Regions from separate parts of the Zea mays genome. Here all the other regions are linked to region 1. The links are chromatin contacts, called in public Hi-C maps. All regions are on one chromosome and are shown on one strand. Each heading gives the region's core, a stretch centred on a gene start, on an enhancer-like site or on the middle of the called end of the contact. The rest is flanking DNA. Distances are from core to core; before and after follow the strand shown.

What was found. Hi-C and Micro-C count contacts between places; a contact is called where the count stands out from the background.
Region 2: a contact with region 1 is called in a Hi-C map of ear, with 5 times the contacts expected there. The contact joins the promoter of LOC100272697 here to the promoter of LOC103641061 in region 1. A contact is called at or near these places in 6 of 25 Hi-C or Micro-C datasets (ear, leaf, leaf mesophyll and 2 more).
Region 3: a Hi-C map of ear shows a contact between it and region 1, with 2.9 times the contacts expected there. The contact joins the promoter of LOC100281425 here to the promoter of LOC103641061 in region 1. A contact is called at or near these places in 2 of 25 Hi-C or Micro-C datasets (ear and tassel).

Annotation. Positions count from the first base shown.
Region 1 is chr1:184,899,039-184,901,738 of Zm-B73-REFERENCE-NAM-5.0, reverse strand. It overlaps LOC103641061, which reads right to left and starts at 1,381. Exons shown (of 2, transcript XM_008664460.4): 1 at 1,008-1,381; 2 at 1-893. The coding sequence starts at 1,167. The coding sequence ends at 676.
Region 2 is chr1:184,589,555-184,592,254 of Zm-B73-REFERENCE-NAM-5.0, reverse strand. LOC100272697 reads left to right here and starts at 1,262. Exons shown (of 3, transcript NM_001352564.1): 1 at 1,262-1,498. It overlaps LOC103640994 (a long non-coding RNA gene), which reads right to left. Exons shown (of 2, transcript XR_002266270.2): 2 at 2,631-2,700.
Region 3 is chr1:184,485,054-184,487,753 of Zm-B73-REFERENCE-NAM-5.0, reverse strand. It overlaps LOC100281425, which reads left to right and starts at 1,288. Exons shown (of 3, transcript NM_001154343.2): 1 at 1,288-1,432; 2 at 1,511-1,701; 3 at 2,525-2,700. The coding sequence starts at 1,518.

The DNA of each region.
Region 1 (2,700 bases), core at 132-2,631:
AAATTGCAGAAGAAGAAGAAAGCAAACAAGAATAAAACAAACTATCCTATACAGTACAAAAGAAAATGAAAGCTCTGTACCAGACTCTCAAGCATATGAATCACTTAATAGCTTTACCCAACTCATTAAGGTACATCGTCGCCTTCTCTCTCTCTCTCTTAATATTGCAGCAATGCAGCCTATATTCTAAACACATGGTAAACTTAACTAATGGATGATACAAGCTTTTGTACATGAAGATGTGAAAAAATAATGGCATACTGTCTTTTGTTAAGCTTTTTGAGTATGGCTGCTTTTCTTAAGCAAATCTTAGTTTAGAGATTTTAATTGTTGCTAAATAAAGCTGTGGATGCCAGGGAAAAAAAACTAGTTCAGTTTATGGCTATGCATTATGTATGCCTAAGGACTAGTGGGAATTGGCCATGCTTTGATTATGATTTCTCTCCTTTTACCGTTTATAGCTGCATGTTTGATTCTGATTCTCATTACCTCACAACATTAACATCGCGGCTTATAGGAGGAAAAAAAGATAACCAGTAGAGTGAAAGGGGTGCGGCTGAATGAGAAACTATGATACCATCACTGCTTATGGTGTAGTGGAAATAGCATCGGTGTCCTGCTTATGGTGTGGAGAAGAGAGAATGCAACGGCGGATCCCCATCCGTGTTCCGGCAGTTACACGGTGGCTGTGCTGTGCTGTGCAACGAAAGGTCTCCGCCTCCCTTCCAGAACGGGGCTTGGTTTCGCTGGGAGGGCAAAAGAAGAGCCTTCCCTTTCCTTGGCCCTTTCCCTCGCGGCGGCGCTCCCTTTTCTCTTCTTACTCCTCATTTTTCCCCATTTCCGGCTCCTTTCAGATCCAATCCAATCCAACAGATCAATCAATCGAAGACAATCTGTGTATATGATAGTATTTGTGAATGGAGGTTACTTTAATAGTAGACGTGATACAGGGCAGGGCTACAAGCGAGAACAACTCAGATGGGGGAGTATGAGTAGATAATATCAACCGGGGAATCTGCCGGAGAGGAGCATGGCGAAGAGGAGGACGAGGATGTAGAGGAGGATGACGATGATCTTGGTGTGGAACAAGGCCAGCAAGAGCTTCACCACGAACACCAGCAGCAGCGCGTTGAACAGCAGCGTCAGCAACTCCTCCATACCTGCCATGCCATGCCCCCACACACCTGACCTGACCTTGGATGCGCTTCTGATGATCCACACCACCCACTGCAATCAAAGGCATCGGAGCAGGTGACAGCGACATGTTTTGTTTATTTCTGTTGCTTGTGCTAATTAATTACTCCCTCCGTTTCTTTTTATTAGTCGCTGGATAGTGCAATTTTGTACTATCTAGCGACTAATAAAAAGAAACAGAGGGAGTACTATATATCACTCCTACTCCACCAGCCTATACATATAGCCGTCTATATGTTTGTTTCGTTCCCTAATCAATCAAAGCACAAGAAATCAAGCAGCACGTGACATAGCATTGGTTACCTAGCAGGGCATGTAAGACAAGGTATCGATTTTCTTCTAAGTACAAGAAACAGCATATAATATAAGTCTAGGTCTCTAGATCATAATTGTAATGAATAGACAATATATATGAATAATCGTTTAAAGACGGACTCTTTATAAAAAAACTGTCTACTTTGTTTTGATAATTAACCTCTAAATAAAGTCATGTCAAGAAATCCTATATTAAATCTGTGGTGTTTTGTCAAAAAATCTTATATTAATTAAGGTTGTATATATATTCCATAGATAATTATTCTTTATATGTGTATTAAAAACACGTACAAATAATATAAATAACAAACGGTTGTCTATTTACGCTGTTTATGTAATTTTTAATTTATGTGTAGATCATGTATAGAATATGGATCGAAAGTCATACATTATTGCTTTACCATCACTTGGCATAAGTCGTCTCCTACGATTGCTTTAAGGGTAGCACGATGTCTCGTTTGTAGTAGCACCCGTGTCATAATTCAACACGACGTAGTAGCACACGTGTCACAATCACGTATGGTCAGCATATTGAAAAACAAAACAGGACGTCAGCGGCAAACAACACACGTGTCATAATCACGTATGGTCAGCATAGGCGGTCAGTGACAAACGGACGACGAAGAGCAAGATCTTGTACTCCTTCCGTCTAATCCATCTGTTTTAACGTTTTAATAGATTCATACAATATTTAATACATGTTTATGTATATATGTATATATATATCAAGTATTATAATTAGAGGTACTCAGATTATACCTCTAAACATGTTTAACACCTAACTATCGAAAAAATCATAAGACATTTCCAAGGTCAAGAAAGGACGAATCACGATTCGCCTAAGACCTCGCTCGACGGTAGTTCAAAACTCCGCCTCACCCGAGCCTGTCCTCGAGCAAGGGCAGCACTCGGAGAAATCCTCGTCTCGCCCGAGATCCTCTCTTCATGGAATGGCGGTTTCTGCCTCGTCCGAGCCCGTCTCAGACAGGAGGACAACCCAAGCCCAGCATCAGTCCAAGATCACGGGAATCGTGGAGACATGCGCATTTAATGCGATGATTCGAAAACTTACCCCACGCAATTGAAAGTCGCCTAGAAGGGGGTGAATAGGCAAATCTGAAATCTATAAATTTAAGCACAACTACAAGCCGGGGTTAGCGTTAGAAATATAATCGAGTCCGAAAGAGAGGG
Region 2 (2,700 bases), core at 13-2,512, 310 kb after region 1:
CCCTCACCTGAACTCCGATGGCACCGCGTCACCTACCAAACCCGAGCCTGTCGATCGAGGAGAAGAAAGTCGCACCGCCGTCGCCACATAGTGTTAGGCGTCCATAGACTTCACCATCCACAGGCTTCACCACTCTACGACATACAGGCATATAGTGTTAGTGATGGTATGGGTGTATGGATCTATAGGGTACGCATGTGCACACCAGATGTTTGTGATATGTACCTGCTATGCATCTCCATGAGTTTGGTTGTAATACAGGTCGGGAAGGAAATGTACCTTGGCATTGGCGGCGGCACGTGCGGAGGGGAGGAACTGGGCGTTGCCGCATTGGGCGAGCCGAGCTAAGGGGGCGGGGCCAGGGCCGCCACGACGTCGCTGAGGGGGTAACCGGGCACCAGCCATAGACGAGCTCGCACGAGGAGGCGTTGTACGCGGGGCTGCTGTTGACCTGCGGCGCGCTGAGCAGGGGCTGGTGGTGGACCAGCGGCGAGCACGACGGGATGCCTAATGGCGGCGGCGAGTGAACGTCCTCGACTCCCGCAGGCCTTAAGGTATGGAATCCGCGGTTATGAAGGAGAGGAGAGGGGAGGCGAGGCGAGGAAGAAGGGGGAGCAACAGAGGGGAGCACCGACCTGAACCTCGTGCATCCTCTGGGTTGCGGGGGGCGGAGCCTCCGTGTGCTCCATTTTAGTGTGGTCGCAGCCTCCCTGCGCGGCGGTGGGTTGCGGCCGCGACATCCAGCGTCCATTCCGACGAGCCTCGAGGCGGGGAGCAGCGTATGCGGGTGGGATCGGCGTTTACGACGGCATAATCGGGTAGGGGCAGCAGGGGGCGGAGTTCGCGGGCAGCCGGAATCGGGGGAGGAGAGGGGAGGTCGGGGGCGACGGTTTCGGAGAGGGTTTCGGGGCGCGATAGCCGGAATCGGGGGAGGAGAGGGGAGGTCGGCGGGGGCGACGGTTTCCAGACGAACGGTGTACGCCTCTGCGGGATTGGGAAGCTCGACTAAAACGTAGATTGGACGGCTGAAATTATAGAATGGTAGAACGAATGGTTGAGATCGCAGAACGGCAGAACGGCAGACTAGCTTTAGCTTCTTAATAAGTAGTATAGATATATGTTTATATTAAAATATCAAATAGTAGCGTTTGCCTTTGACTGACTCCACGGACCACGGATGGCAGACAAACTTGCGAAACAAGTAGGTTGGCTGACTTTCGATTCTTCTTGTTGGCTTGGACCCTCCTTCCTCTCCTACCCACCGGGCCGGGCGGCAACCCAGCCGATCCCCATTCCCCCACCCACCCACCCACTCTCCATGGACACGGGCATGGAGTTGTCCTCCTCCGCCCTCCTTCCTCCCCCCACCTTCTAGGACTAGGCCTAAGGACTAGGAGTGGCGCCGCGGTGCCGTGTGGCGTTGACTGGAGATCCAGAGGGCGCCATCCGTCCTCGATTTGAACTTGGGTTCACCTCGCCTTTTCTCTTCCTCTCCCTGGTAAGGAATCCCTCCCTCCCCTCCCCTCCCGATCTTGCTCTGCGAGGTCAGCGCTCGACCAAAAAAAAAAATATATCTTTCCTTCTGGCCTCTGCTCAAAACGAATTCTTCCCCCCTCCCTCTTATTTTCTCTCTCTACATGACCCCACCCCGTTCAGTTTGCCCCGGATTGCGTGCCATCCGGGTCAGTATTGCGTGCTGTACTGCGAATTTATGTTTGATTACCTACTTCTGCGATATATGTGGTGTGGGGGTACGTGACGTTGCTTCATCTCAACCACGTGCGGCTCCACGTTGTAACCAAATGTTGCACATACAGTATGCATCTGACAGCCATCCTACAATGTTGCATTCCGGATTCTAGCCGTTCTTCCAAATTCCTGTTTGGCTACCCGACACCTTAATTTGTTCGGATCTCCAGTCCTAAGTTATGCACACATCTTAATTTGTTCGGGTCATGAGCAAAACAAACGTATGCGAGAGCGTGTCAACTGTATTTGCATAGTAAATACCGAATGTTGTGACCCTTCTCAACTTCGTATATGTTTCCATCGGCTTGTTTGTGTTGGCCATTTTGTCATCATAGTGAAGGCCTGCCTGCGCAAATTCAACTATAAGAATGCATACCTCTTATGCAACAACAACAACAACAACAACCAACCAACCAAAAAAACTTCTTTAGTTTTCTCTTGTAACCTTTGTCTGCTATTAAAGGAGCTTCTTTTGCATCACGGACACTTCTTCCATTGCATATGTTGTAGAGCTGTTTTTGCCTGTGTGCTGCTTCTGTTAGCATCACCTTTTTCTACATAAAAAAGCTGAATGACATTGAGGCAAAAAAATAAAAATTTGGGCTTCTATTTTTGGACTTTGAACTGAATCCTACACACCCTAAGGCCTCCTTTGGCAGCCCGGCCAGGGGAACCATGGGGCAGCCAGCACAGGGGAGGCAAATCCTTGCCATGCAAATTCCCCGGATGGACACCGTCCGGCGGGGCTGCCATGTCCTGCTGCTCTTTGGAGCCACGAGGGGTGCCATGGGACATCATCAAAACGCAAGCTCAATCATCATCGAAACATAAGTAAAATAGAAAGCCTGTCCGCAAGCAAGTGCCTGCTCGCTTCAACTGACAGCCAGACGGCTGCTTTGGTCATCATCAAAACACAAGTACAATAGAAAATTAAAAATCAGCAAAATCAAT
Region 3 (2,700 bases), core at 39-2,538, 410 kb after region 1:
TTTGAAAATATGACCAACTATAAAGTTGCATAACTTTTTAAGATATACAAGTTCTATTTTGATAGTTTCTACATCCGAGGTCGTTTACAAAATTTGAATTTCAAATTTGAAAACATCACACGAATTTTTTCATGATAAGATGAATTCAAATCAAAAAAATTATCAATTACAAAGTTTCAATACATTTCAAGACCAACAAATTTTTATTTTGGTGGGTTTTCCATCCGAGGTAGTTTGAAAATTTTAATTTTTAAATTCAAACATAGTTTTCATTTAAATTGATTTACTGCTTTAAAATATGATTTTTAAATTGTCTTTGCCTAGTGTTCAAAAAAACACTCGGTAAAGAAGCTCTTTGCCGACAAAGAGGTTCTTTACCGAGTGTCAAAAATATAACACTCGACAAAAATATTCTTTGCCGAGTATTTTCTTTTACCGAGAGTTTTTTTGTTTGGCACTCGACAAAGAGCTTTTTGCCGAGTGCCCGGAAAAAATACACCCGGCAAAACATTTGGCACTCGGCAAAGAGCCGAATTCCGGTAGTGAGTAGTAGTATTAGGGGGCGTTTGGCAGATCTCACACGGCTCTGCTCCAGCGACAATCACTTTTAGGAAGCTAAACGGCTAAGAATTGAGTTGCTCCATGGTGTGAGTGAAGTCAATCTAGTCTCCATTTTATACTAGAGAGTGAGAGCAAAAAAAACCCGCTTCCCACTGCTCCGAACCTGCTTCCCACATTTCAACCCCTCGAGAATCACTTCACGCACAATTTGCCAACGATTTTTGTCAAATAGATTTATTTCTACTTAAGAAACATTTGAAATCACTTTATTGAAAAATTAGTTTTTGGAGCCAGAGAATCATAGAAAGCTCTACTAAACGAGGCCTTATATATATAATAATAACACTAACACATGCATGCATTAAGAGCTACTAGCTGGTTCTAATGTAATGTAATAGGAGATTTGTATCTAGTAGCTAGTACAAGTTGTATGTCACATCAACTGTCGACTATCTACGGCGCACGTTGTGTGTGTACGCTTGGTAGCCGACGAGCGGGCGGTGCTGCGCGATATATACTGCTCGACAGTGATGGCCATGCAATCGCAGCAAGCAGCTTGCGGATGGAGCAGCTAGCTACTCGATCAGGCCAACTCCATCCACGGGCGAAGCCATCTGAAAAATAGCACACTCTATCAAACATAAAGGATATTATACAATTTTAAAGGAAATACATAATAAATTTAAGATATATGTTAACAAAATTTTATTTTACCCTGCTGTCTATGCAAGAGAGCCAATCTGGCTTCCGCCCTTAACTCCATCAACACCGTGTATGCGGATGTGTATAACACTGTGTAGATATGGAGTCTCCTGTAGATAGAGCACGCCAGACCCATCCATCCTCGTCGCTTATTTATACGGCCGACCCGGTATGTGGCTCGCTCCTCCTAGCTCGCTCCTCCTCTTCTTCTCCTCTTTCTTCTCGAACCATCATCATATATATATAGAATCAATATGGAAGGAGCGGCCGACCATAAGCGGCAGGTGGACGACAAGCCGCCGTACGCCGCCGTGGACGACACCATGACCACCACCACGAAGAAGATGGTGGAGGAGCAGCTCTCAGACGACGCCGGCGGCGGCGGCGAGCTGCCAGAGCAGAACTACCGTGGATGGAAGGCCATGCCCTACGTCATAGGTGAGTGTGAGTTTTGCTAAGGCCCTGTTTATTAGATGCGTGTACGTATTAGAGCCAAATAGTTATATAAAATTAGCTAGATATAACACCACGGCTAATAGTTTAACTATTAGTTGTTTTTAGCTAACTACTACATCCGTTCTCGGATATTCGTTGTCCGCCAGTTTATTTTTGAATTAAACATGTGACAAATAAAAAAAAGTACCGAGAGGGTATTTGCTGCACTATCAAATACACATTAGTTCATTAGCTCGTTCAATCTAGCTGAAATTAGCTACACTACCAAGTACTCATTAGTTTGTTAGCTGGTTCAACCCGGCCTGCTAAAATCAACTAATAGTTAGCCAGCTAATTCTACTAGCAAAAAATAGCTAACCGGAGTATTAGCTAATTCTACACTTAAACATGCTCTTGTTGCTAAATTTGAAGACTATATGTACACTTGTTACATATATATTGGGTGTTGGTGAGACAACGGGGGATGGTCCTGACTGTGGTCCTCCTATCCATGGAGACCACGTACGGGTGGCTTGCCATGCACAGCCACGCCCGTGCAGTGCGTGTGTCTGTCGGTGTGTGGCTGCGTGCACTCACGAGTCACGACTCACCCAGTACAAAAAAGCGAATCCAATAATTGCGTGCCTGCGTGGCACCCAGCAAGGCTGCTTGTTGAGTTGCGTTCATCGAGCTCCCAAAAGTTAAAGATCCACGAACGAACGACGTCCTGACGTCCTGTGCAATCGCTAACCGATCGAGCATCATATCGATCGATCATGGCTTCTTCATGTGCATGCATGCATGACGATGACGACGCGCGCTGCAGGGAACGAGACGTGCGAGAAGCTGGGCACCATCGGCACCACGGCCAACCTGCTGGTGTACCTCACCACCGTGTACGGCATGTCGGGCGCCAGCGCCGCCACCCTGCTCAGCCTCTGGTCGGGCACCGTCAACCTGGCGCCGCTCCTGGGCGCCTTCCTCAGCGACACCTACATGGGC